Regions from separate parts of the Sus scrofa genome. Here regions 1, 2 and 3 are each linked to region 4. Evidence: chromatin contacts called from public Hi-C and HiChIP or PLAC-seq data. All regions are on one chromosome and are shown on one strand. The core of a region is the stretch at or near the end of the contact, and the rest is flanking DNA. Distances in the headings are between cores, read along the strand shown.

The links. Hi-C and Micro-C count contacts between places; a contact is called where the count stands out from the background. HiChIP or PLAC-seq counts read pairs in DNA pulled down with a chosen protein or histone mark.
Region 1: an H3K27ac HiChIP or PLAC-seq map of alveolar macrophages shows a contact between it and region 4. The contact joins the promoter of UNC119 here to the promoter of NEK8 in region 4. A contact is called at or near these places in 1 of 47 Hi-C or Micro-C datasets (blood) and 1 of 2 datasets of contacts at active chromatin or transcription factors (alveolar macrophages).
Region 2: a contact with region 4 is called in a Hi-C map of liver, with 2.8 times the contacts expected there. The contact joins the promoter of PHF12 here to the promoter of NEK8 in region 4. A contact is called at or near these places in 1 of 5 promoter capture datasets (liver), 4 of 47 Hi-C or Micro-C datasets (embryonic fibroblasts, liver and subcutaneous adipose tissue) and 1 of 2 datasets of contacts at active chromatin or transcription factors (alveolar macrophages).
Region 3: a contact with region 4 is called in a Hi-C map of fetal liver, with 1.7 times the contacts expected there. The contact joins the enhancer-like site here to the promoter of NEK8 in region 4. A contact is called at or near these places in 2 of 5 promoter capture datasets (fetal liver and liver), 3 of 47 Hi-C or Micro-C datasets (embryonic fibroblasts, fetal liver and liver) and 1 of 2 datasets of contacts at active chromatin or transcription factors (alveolar macrophages).

Annotation. Positions count from the first base shown.
Region 1 is chr12:44,805,998-44,808,697 of Sscrofa11.1, forward strand. UNC119 (protein unc-119 homolog A) reads right to left here and starts at 1,337. Exons shown (of 5, transcript XM_003131761.5): 1 at 1,025-1,337. The coding sequence starts at 1,244. PIGS (phosphatidylinositol glycan anchor biosynthesis class S) reads right to left here. Exons shown (of 12, transcript NM_001244339.1): 12 at 2,334-2,700.
Region 2 is chr12:45,173,427-45,176,126 of Sscrofa11.1, forward strand. It overlaps PHF12 (PHD finger protein 12), which reads right to left and starts at 1,329. Exons shown (of 16, transcript XM_005656997.3): 1 at 1,227-1,329; 2 at 656-1,075; 3 at 1-8. The coding sequence starts at 721.
Region 3 is chr12:45,095,627-45,098,515 of Sscrofa11.1, forward strand. No RefSeq gene overlaps it. Among named protein-coding and RNA genes, the nearest start is that of MIR144, 8.0 kb to the left of the region's middle. Within about 2 kb of position 1,300, at least 10 of the 83 cell types and tissues checked have an H3K27ac peak or open chromatin away from gene starts, as enhancers often do. A contact at or near this core is called in fetal liver and liver, where this site is marked.
Region 4 is chr12:44,961,612-44,964,355 of Sscrofa11.1, forward strand. NEK8 (serine/threonine-protein kinase Nek8) reads left to right here and starts at 1,484. Exons shown (of 16, transcript XM_021067481.1): 1 at 1,484-2,218. It overlaps TLCD1 (calfacilitin), which reads right to left and starts at 1,412. Exons shown (of 3, transcript XM_013989985.2): 1 at 1,019-1,412; 2 at 454-709; 3 at 1-80. The coding sequence starts at 1,212.

The DNA.
Region 1 (2,700 bases), core at 87-2,586, 160 kb before region 4:
TGTTCTTTGACGCTCAACCACTGCCTCTGCCATGAGACTTCCTGGTCCTTGTTGCCTGCCTCTGGTGACCCCCTCCCCTGCCCTGAATGCCCAGTTGTCTGCCTCTCAGCAGCAGCTATGAGCAGTCCTGTGGGGCCCTCAGTACTATTGATAAAAGAGCCCTATTTACAGGGCATGCACAACGCCAGGCACGGTGCAAAATCAGAGGATTTATTTTCACAATAGCTCTGTAAGGTAGGAGTTATTATCCCCATTTTACAGGTGAATATGTGCAGAGAGGTGAAGTTATGAGCCCAAGATCATACAGCCAATTACACGACAAAGCTGGAAGTTCAGCTTAGGCAGGTCGAGCTCAGAAACTCAGCCACAGTGGAGACTTGGCCTCCCAGAAGAGGTCAGGCCCTAGTCCAGGCTGCGTGGGGTGGCGCGGGGGGGGGGGGGGGCATTCATTAACCCACTCCCTTGAGAGAGCCCAGAGCCAACCCACTGAAGTTTCCTCTTCAGGTTCTTTCCGGGGTAGGAGGATGGCTTCAGACTTCCTGGGGTGTCCAGGGTGAGGGCATTAACGATCAGGGAGACAGGAGGGTTTTGATACCACCCAAGTAACTCTGCCTCCACCAAGCCTCCAGGGTGGAGACTGAGGACAGACTGCCCTTAGCCCCCCTCCTCGTTATTGCAGAGAAAATCTTCACAGGGTTCTGAGGACTGTGGGGAAGGGGTCACAGTAGCAGCTGCTGCCCACCTCCACCCTTGGAAAAGGGGGATAGACTCTTCAAAAAGGAAAGAGTCGGGTGGAAAGAAATCTCTACAGAAAGAAGGGGGCACAGAGAGATATCAAAGGAAGGAGGTACATGGAGATCTCAGGCCCAGAGGCAGAAGGATAGGGGACACCGGCCAGGGAGACCCGGGTGGGGGAGGGGAGGCAGGGGAGGGAGGGAAAGGGGGCGGGGGCCCGGGCTCCGCGCGCCTCGAGGGCCCTCTCTAGCTCCCGCCTGCCGGCGGCGTTCCCTCGCTTGGTGCTCACCGCCCGTGATCCGCTGCAGCCCCAGCACGTCCTCCGGCCCGATCGGCTGCTTCCTCTGCAGCGGCCCCGGCCTGGGCCCCGAGCCTGCCTCCGGCTCCGACTCGGACCCGGACCCGGATTCCGCCTGCGGCTCCAGCTTGGGCTCCACGCTTGGGCCCGAGGCCCCTGAAGCGGGCTCCGCCGCCGTCCCGGCCCCGCCGCCGCCCTTCTTCACCTTCATGGCCTCGCGGGGCCGCGGCTCGCCTGCTGCCGCCGCGGCTGCCTGCGCCGGCTGGAGCAAAGGGGGAGCGTCCGCAGCCCCGCCCCCGCCGGGGCCCCAGGTACCGCCCCGCCCCCGGGGTGGGCCCAGAACTGGCCCCGCCCACCGCCCGCCCACCTGAGCTACTCACGCGGGCAGGGTTGAGGCTCGCTCCCAGGTTCTCTCATTTTTGTTCCCACTTTTATCTGTAGGAATTTTAAGGCTACCTTCTCCTTACTCGCTGTACTCCAGCCGCTCCGCCCTTCTCTCCGCCCCTCAAAAGAGTTCCCGCCTCAGGGTCTTTGCCTGGGATGCTCTTCCCCCAGAAGGCCTCCTCTTGTCCTTCTAGTCTCAGCTCAAATACCTCTGCTCAGAGGCCCTCTCAGACTCACAATCTCAAGTACCAATACCAACCCCCAGTCACTATCTGATCAGCCTATTTTTTCTTTCTAAAGCATTATCTGAAATTAGTTTCGTTTGTTCACTCTTTCCCCCTTAAAGACCAATTACTTAAAAGCAGAGGTCCTATCCGTTCTCTAAAATACCACTCAGCACCTTGCATAATGCCCACTGCAGCCTGTGCTCAATACAGCTGGCCCTTGAACGACATGAGTTTGAAGTGTGTAGGGCCACTTATATGTGCACTTTTTTCCAATAAAAAATACTACACAATGGAAGGTTGGGTGAAACTGCAGATGCGAAACTGCTAATACCCAGGGCCAATGATAAATTATACTCTGATTCTGAATGCACCGGAAGGTGGGTGTCCCAACCCCTGCATTCTTAAAGGGTCAATTTTATTTTATTTTTGAATTTATGAATTAGTTAGTATCTGAGGGCTTACACCAGTAAAAGCTATTCTCTCCCAAACCCCCTGCTAGACAAGCCAGGACACACTGAGGGACAATAGCCTACAAGATTCTAGCCACCACAGGGCCCTCCAAGATAGGGAGGCAGGAAGGGCACATAGCCAGTAGAAGCAAAGTGGACCAGTGAGCCCAGGAGGACAGGCATCAGGAAATCATTACTTAAAACACAAATGAATGAAAGTTACACTCATACTTCATATAATTCCAATTCACATTCAACCAACGTTTATTGAGAGCCTAGAATATGCCAGACACTTTCACATGCTCATCCATTTAATACTCACAACCACCTTGTAAGGGAGGTATCAGTGCTATTTTTAAATGAAAAACTGAGGCTCAGGGAGGATTAAGTGGCCTACTCAAAGCTCCCCAGATGATAAGGGCAGAAGCAAGGGTTTGAATTCAGATGTGTTTGATCCCAAGTCCGGAATTTTCCCCACCGCACCATACTGCCTCTAGGTAAAGATAAAGGCAACCTCTGCCACACACAGCAATAGGCTGCACCCAACAGGTGTAGCCAGCCTGGAGCAAGGGGAGTAAGGGAGAAGGCCCCAGAGGTGACAGGAGCC
Region 2 (2,700 bases), core at 79-2,578, 210 kb after region 4:
TGGATTTGCTGCACACACATACAAATGGCGTGTGTGCACACTCGGAGCTCCCGGGCGGTCCGTCGCCCCCCCGGCGCAGCTTCTCTGTCACCCACCCTTCTCCCCCCTTTTGTCCTTCTTCCTCCCATCCAGGCTGCTCCCAGAACCTCTCAGCCCCCGGAACAGGGGAGCCCACCCTAACCGCGTTCCTGCAGCACAACAACGAGAACGGCTTCTTCCAAATGGGGAGGATCAGGGTAGGGGGGATGGGGAGAGGGTGTGCGGTTCCCTTCTCGCCACTTCCTTGTATGGACAGTGGGGGACTCCAAAGCGAGGCTCGGGAGAGGCCTGAAGCTCGGTACCCGGACGTGCTGGGGGAAGCACAAAGGGGCCGACAAGAAGGGGGTGGGGAGGCCCGCCGGTGCAACGCGATGGAGTGGGTTGGCGCTTCGGGAGAGCGAATCGAGGGCGGCGGGTAGGTGAAACTGCTGCAAACGTCCTCGGCGGCTGAGCTCAGCCCCCCGAGTTGCAAAGATGGGAGGGAGCGTCTGGGTGAGAAGAGCCCCCCCCCTTCCCCGGCCCTCTTGCGCTGCGAGCTCAGGACCGGCTTTGTGGGGCGGAGGGCGGAGGTTCTCTACTGGCGCTAGGGAAAAGAAATGAGGAGGGCCACTCTTACCTCCATCAGCCCCCCCGACGTGTCCAAGTCGTACACGATCGTCTTGGTCTCCATTTTCTCCCACATTCATCCACCTCCCGGGCTGGGCGCTCTCTGCTCCGGCCCCCCCAACCCCGGGGGGAGGGGGTAGCGGGGGGAGGGGGCGCTCCTGACCCCGGCCCCCCTTCTTTTTTACCAACACGGGTCCCGACTTCTTCGCCCTGGCTCCCCCCACCCCCCGGCCCCCAGTCCCCGGGACGACAGCGTCCTCCCACGGGCCGTGAGGGGGAGCGGCCCCTCAGCCCCGGCCCGGCGGCTGGCTGCACGGTGGGTCCCGGCTCCGGGGGTCAGGCCTCGGCGGGGCCTAGTCCCACAGGCTAAAGCCGGCGCTGGCGACCGCTGGTCCGGCCGGGAAGGCTGGCGGGCGCTGCCATCCCGGGGCTGGGGGGATCGGAGGGGGGGTGAGAGGTTAGGTGAGGTTGTGGTACGTGAGGTGACTGCGGGGAGGGTGATGGGGGGTGGTCCCCGGGCTCCGCCTCTCGCCGCTGCCGCCGTCTGCGTCCCGGCTGCCGCGCACTTGGCGCAAACTTACCGCGAGCGCCCGCAAAGCCACCCGCGCAGGCGCCCCGGGATCGCCGCTCGCCGCGCGCAACCGCAGTGACAGCCGGCGGCCGGGCTCCCGCGCAGCCGCAGTGAGGGGGTACCCCCCAGCGCGCAGCCGCGCTGGCATTCGTCTGGAGCACCGAAGCCCCGCCTTTCTGCCCTGCGCCAGCGTACTGAGGTAAAAGGGCGGGACCTGAGGTCTCGCGCAGGCGCCTGGGCGAGCTGGTAAGGGTCATAGCGCAGCCGCAGGAACAGGAGGACCCTTCATCCATTGGAGTTTGTGAATAGCCCAAGAGCACCCGGTTCCCGCGCAGGCGTGTTAAGGATGCTCCCCTCTCGCCCCACAACAACGCAGCCGGCTCCCGCGCAGGCGTGTTGTTACCTGTAGGCCCTCACAAGAGTGCTTATACTTTCGCCATTTTGGTAATGATATATAGGCTATCGTGTCCTTGGAGTCCTTAGGCATGAACAGAAAGGAGCAAAGTGTAGTGCTGGCTGGACTGATAGGCCGTACTCCTAAGGATGTCGTACTGGACTGTCAGGTTCCAGCGTCAGGTGTGGCTGGACCAGGCGCCATATTGGTAAAGATAAAAGAAAAGCCATTGCAACGGAAAACGATGTTTTCGGTGTCGGGTTGGATGGCTACTGTTCCCAATTCCCTCCCGATCCCGACAGTAAATTTTAGCTTGAGCATGCTTGCCTTTGCTAGTGATGGCACCATGGAGAGCTCTCCGTTACGACTTGACCACTATCTCTGAGAACCACTCTCCGAAAGGAAGCCAAAAGCGAAGTTTGTAATGCTGACAACGCCCAGCTACCTGCCTACTGTGGACTTCAATTCCCAGTTTGCAACGCGCAAAGGGGCCAAAGGGCGAACGGGAGCGCATTGCACCCTGGAAGCAAGAATCGCGATGGGTCTGGTGGATTGTGGGAGCCGTAGTTCCATGTGCGTGCGATGCAGTGTGCAGTAGGATGAACTGGGGGAAGAGTGATTTGCCTGCCCGGAAGAGATACTTTTTATAGCTTCAGTGTGGTATGCTGGGATTTGTAGTCTGAAGGCCTCACTGAAATTCTGGGCAGGACTTCAGCTCCCTCCTCTGTGATCGCCCTCCCCTTGGTCTCATCTTCGGAGATGGCCTGTTGTCTCTGCCTGACTGTTGATGGAGCGAAGGAGAAGGGAGTGGCATCATTGTGCCTGACACTAGGCATTTAGTTGGCGTTTTTACCAGATATCCTGGGCAGGTAGCCTGGTTCACTTTTGATGTTAAGGTATCCTTAGCATTCTCAGAAACCTAAAACTGGAAAGGGTTTAAAGAGCATCTGTATTAATCCCCTCATTTCCAGAGGCACAGAGAAGAGTAGTGATTTGCATATTTCACATAATGCATTTATGGCAGACCTAGGAATGAAAAAGATTTGATTCCCAAGTTAGGACACTATCTATCTGCCTGTGAGGAGATGCT
Region 3 (2,889 bases), core at 50-2,549, 130 kb after region 4:
TCCCACCCGTCCCAGCCCTTTTTAAGCCTCTTCCACACCTGCTGTGGGCCAACCCCAACCCGACTGCAATCCTCTCTCCCTCCTTTGACCTCCTTGCACGGAGCTCACATGACCTGGAATCACAGGCCATCTGCGGCTTGAACCAGAGCCTCAGCCTGCTCGGTTCGGGAGTCATACCTTAGAGTTCTTGCTTTTCTTCCAGCCCAGGCCTGACTCAGAGCCGGAAGGAAAAAGCACAGCTGTGGATCTGTCAGAGGTTGGGCTCCACCACAACCTGCCCAGTGGGCCTGGGCCCTGCCCTGCTCTTAAAGCCTTGGCTTCCTTTTCATAAAATGGACTTAAAATGCCTTCTATTTCATGATCTTTTTTGTTTGAGGGCTGCACCTGCAGCATATGGAAGTTCTCAGGCTAGGGGGTCGAATCACAGCTGCAGCTGCCAGCCTACACCACAGCCACAGCAACACGGGATCCGAGCCATGGATTGAACCTGCAACCTCATGGATACTAGTCAGGTTCTTAACCTGCTGAGCCACGATGGGAACTCCTCTATTTCATGATTGTTGAACAGATGAAGTGAGATGGAGGAGGTGAAAATTTCTAACCTGGAGCCTGGCTCATATATAACAGGAGGTCAGGAAATGGCTTTGCATCGGGCTTTGCTGCTCATCCTCCCTGGGGGAACGGCAGTGTGTGTGTGGGGCAGGTGTGCTCACTCACCTACCTGCTGCACACTGCCTAGGCTCATAGTGAGGCAGAACTAGAAACGTGGCAAACCACACCTCCCTAAGCCTGTTCATCAGCTCCTAGTCCCTGCTCTCTCCGTCAGCGGCAGCCCCCATGTCCAGACTCAGGCCATGCCCGCCCCAGCCTCCCGGCACAGTCCTGAAGGCAGCTGTGAGGTGGGAAAAGATCTCCAGGGAGCCTGGGTGTCCCTCCCTCCTCAAATCCTTCCCGCCATCAGCAAGGCCCTCACTTCTCTCCCTCCCAGCCAGGACCACCTGTGCGCTTCACAGCTGTTATGAAAGAGATAGGCAGCCGGGATTATCAGGCCAGACAAGGTTCCTGTGACAGTTCCCTGCCCCCACCCCGCCCCAGGCAAAGGTCCCAAGGCTCTTAACCCCCTCTGTGCTGGGCCCTCAGGCCCAGGGACTGGGCATAGCAGGGAATGGGAGTAAGCCCTGGGCCCCCTACCCAGTTCCCAAACTGGAGTCAGAAGCACAAGGAGCCCAGTCTGCACCTGGGCCCTCGGCTGCCACATCCTGGATCCATGGCAGACCAGGTGAGGAGGGACAGCCTGGGCAGGCCTTTACAGGCATGGACAAAGGCCCTGTCCTCTCCACTCCCCTTCCTGAGCCTGGTTCCAGGCTCTGCGGAAGAGGTCAGGTGCTCCCCGCACTCCAAGTTCATGGGCTTTAGCATAAGGGCTGATGCCCCCCTCCCCAATCATCGCCCCTTTCCTTGCTTGCTTCGGCATCCTTCACGCCGCTTTCAGTAAGCCCGCTGCCTAAGGCCCCTCTGGTCCTCTCCTCTGGCCAGTCCGCTGCCCCTGCCACTAAGGTTAACCAGGGCCATCTCAGAGTTTGGTCCCAGTGCGGCCACCAGGGCCTCCCTTTTCTGAAAGTCAACAGGAAGCAGTGACAAGAGCAGGAGCCTCAGAGTCTGGAAGTCTGGCCGCCAGTCCTGGTTCTGGCTCAGACACTGTGTGACCTTGGGCAAGTTTCTCCACCTCCGTGCTCCTCACTTATTTCATGAGAGAGAGAGGGCAGTAGCTCTTTTCACAGGGTTGGCTCAGGGATTCAAGAAGTACCACATATATATCACTTTAGTGATCCGTCGGCAAATAAAATTAAAATCTGAAAAAAAGGAAAGCCTGCACGAGGGCTTTATAAAGCCAGCTACCAAGCAAATAACACCAGCTCCTCCCACAGGCTAAGTGCTCACAGAGCGCCATGCTCGATGCTAACGTGAGCTGTGCCATCTGGTCCTTGTAACGACTCTCATTGTAGACGGCCCCAGACAGCCCGAGACTCCATCCTTGAGCTTCTTTACGCTCACACTCGTTCCTTCTTTGACCTCACTGTGTTGCATGACTTTAAATACTTCTACACAGTGATGACACACGAATCCCTGCGCCCAGGCCAAGCCTCTCCCCTAAACTAACTGGGAAATCTCCCACTTGCGAATTTCTCTAACAGGCAACTTAAACCTAACATCCATAACCGAGGTCCTGATCCCACCTCCAATCGGCTTCTCCAACTATTTTTCCCATTTCAGTAAATGGCAGCTTCATTTGTCCAGACCAACCAAAAAGACTTGGTGGCAGTTTATTCCTTTATTTTTTTCTTTTGACCACCTGGTGGCAAATGGAGTTCCATAGCCTGGGATCAGATCTGAGACATAGTGGCCACCTAAGTAAGCCACAGCTGTGGCAACGATGGATTCTTAACCCACTGCACCAGCCTGGGGATCAAACCTGCACCCCAGTGCTCCCCCCAGACATCACCAATCCCATTGCACCACAGCGGGAACTCCTATTTTTCAACTTTTAAAAACATTTTATTGAGGTGTAATTGACCATAAAATGTAAGTATTGAAAAATATATATAAAATTTGGCAAGTTTGGACATATGTATACAACCATTGAGACAATTTATTTATTTAGTTAGTTATTTTGTCTTTTGCCTTTTGAGGGCTGTACTCGCAGCATATGGAGGTTTCCAGGCTAGGGGTGACATTGGACCTGCAGGAGTTCCCGTCATGGCACAGCAGAAATGAATCCGACTAGAAACCATGAGGTTGCAGGTTGGATCCCTGGCCTCACTCAGTGGGTTAAGGATCCGGCCTTGCTGTGGCTGTGGCACAGACCGGCAGCTGTAGCTCTGATTCAAC
Region 4 (2,744 bases), core at 234-2,733:
CTGACCTCCACCAGCAGGGTTAGGACACCGCCACCAACAAATCTGCTCCAAAAGATGCCTGAAAAGAAGGCACCCATGGCCTACAAGGCAAGGGAGAGAATGGGTTAGGGAACTCAGATGCCAAAGCTTTTCTGGAAGTTGGTGGGAATATGAAGGCTACAAGATTGGGGGCTAGGAAATCCTCCCGTTTGCATCTTTTGGAAACACAGTGTATTCAATACAATTACATTTTGAACCCTATCCACAAGTTCTTGCTATGGGTGGAGTTTTCAGGCAAAGAAAATGAGGCCACGATTGCTGGCCTCAAGTAGTGAAGCAAGGGTACAGAGACTACCAACCCTCAGCATTCTAGCATTAGACCATAGGCCCCTGGGTGGGGTTATCTCCCAGATTCAAAAAGGCTTAGATTAGGTTGCTAGCACCAGGCCTATTCCACATCCCCTGCTCACTTACCATGACGTGATGGACAAGGTATTCCCAAGAAGCCCGTGATTGATGACTAACCACGATATCCACCGTGTCGTGGATGAAATACCCTAGCCGAGGGATGGGGAAGAGGTCATAAACGGGACTGAGCAAGAAACATTCCTGTCCCTCCCAACTACTTAATACGAAGCAAGACCTACCTGCAGAGAAACAAACGAGCAGATAGCCAGAAAGCGACCATGCTGTTTCAATCTCTACCAGCATCTCCGGGGTCTGCCATATACTGGATGGGAGGGAAGAAGGCAGGCGCTTCACTCGGTATCCCCAAGGACCCACAACCATGCCAGTGCCCGGGGAGTCTGGGCTGGTGCTATTGGCTGACCGGGAGCGAGGAGGGGCTTGGCTGAAACCCAGGTGTTCGCCGTTTCCCAGGTGAGAACCCCCCTCCCCTGGGGCTGCAGCCGCTCCTGGTTGGACAGCATTCTAAACCGGGAATCAGGTGAGACTGCCTGGGCCTCAGCCCGCCAATGAGTGATGGGAAGAGTAATGCGGGATCCCCTAGCCGCCTTCACTCCCCCAGTCCTTCACTCACCACAGCAGCGCCCAGGTCCCTGACACAATGGAATGGGCGAAGGAGACGAGCAGGTTGTGCCAGCGCCAGGTGCGCAGGGGGTCGGCGCGCACGTGCGCCGGTAGGGCCAGGCGACAGAGCGCGTGCCGGAGCGCCCGGAAGGTCAGCGTGGCGCCCAGGAGCAGCGGCAGGGCGGGGAGCAGCATTGGGGGCATGCTGACCCTCCCTGCCTTCTGTCTGTTCGCCCTCTAGGCCGCCTCCTCCGGCAGTTCGGGAAAGGGACTTTCTTTTGGGCTGGTCCACCCCCGACGCCTTTCCTGGCGGCCGCCAGCCTCACACACACTGTCTCCGCGGAGCCCTGTAGGCCCCCTTCGCTCCTCCCGTCCCTTCCCGTCCGGCCTCTGCCCCCGCCCCCAACCACCCGCGCCCCCGCCCCGCCCCGCCCTCCTGTCCCCGCCCCTCCGGCGCCTCCGCAGCGCGGAGGGCGAGAGCCCCATTTCCCCTCAGGCCCCCCAGGCCCCGCCAGGCTCCCGCGGACTTTGGGCAAAAGAGGCTGTCCTGGGGCCGCCACCGCCAAGCCACCCCTCGCTGGCGCCTCCCGACTGCCGACGGAGTCCCGCTTCGCTCGCCTGGCCTGGTTAACCCAAATCCCCTGGCGTCCCAGCTCCCCTGCCTGGGCGGGCCCTGAGAGAACTCTCTCCTCCCTTACCTCCTTTACCCGCAAAGCTGGGCGGGACCCGTCACGCACCCACGTCTTTTAAATCCCTAAACCTGGGGACCAGCCGGTGCCCCGTATCCGACGATGATCTCTCAGACCGTATTTTTCCGCTAGCATCTTCAGGCCAGAGTCGAACACGTTTACCTGCCTCTACCTCATCCCGCCCAAGTCACTGCCTAGAATCTGTCGACTAACCTATCACCACCCCTCCTCCCAGCCGGCTCTTGGGCTCCTGGGGCCGCGCGGCAGTCACAGTCCTCCCTCAGACAGTCCCAGCTCTCTTCTCCCCGCTTCCTGGAGGCCGGAGCGGGGAAGACGGCCGATGTGCCCAGGCCACCAGGGTGACCCTCACTTTGCCGGCCAGTGGCCTGGAGCAGTTGCAACTCACGACCGCTAGGTGACAGCCTGTCCTCACGCGGCGTGGGATCCCCTCCCGGCGTACAAGGAAGGAGGTGGTGTTTTTGCCCAAGAGTTAACCAGACTCAGCGAACGAAAGGGCGGAGGTAAAAGAGAAGGGAGTAGTTGGAGCGGGGGTGGGGGGCTGCTCTGAGAGTGAGGGAAAACCAGAAGCCTGAGGCGCCAAGAGGTTTGGGTGTTTGCTCTGCCTCCCCTGATGGCTCCAAGGTTACACATTAACCTCTCTGGGGCTCCGGGTCAACCAAGGCCTGATCAGTTTCTAGGTGAGAACACGGAGTGTCCCAGCTGAGTGGCTTTCCCCCTTGCCCTCCTCTGCTCACAGGGCAGCTTTGTCCGCCGGACACCCTGGCCTGAGCCAGCTACCAACAGGCCCTCATGGGGCCTTTCCAGTGGTCATTCCACGTGGGTAGTTTTGGGTACCCTTTCAAGGGCCAGGGTGGGAACAGAAGATAAACACCCCTTTCCTCACGTTCCTCACCCACTCAGAAATAGGGACGCTATCCCTTAGCTAATCATCGTCCTTCCTGCTACCTTAACTGAGATTTTATAGAGGTCATGAAGGGCAGAAGGCGGTGGGTAGACACCTGGAATTAAACTCACTTCCGGCCAAGA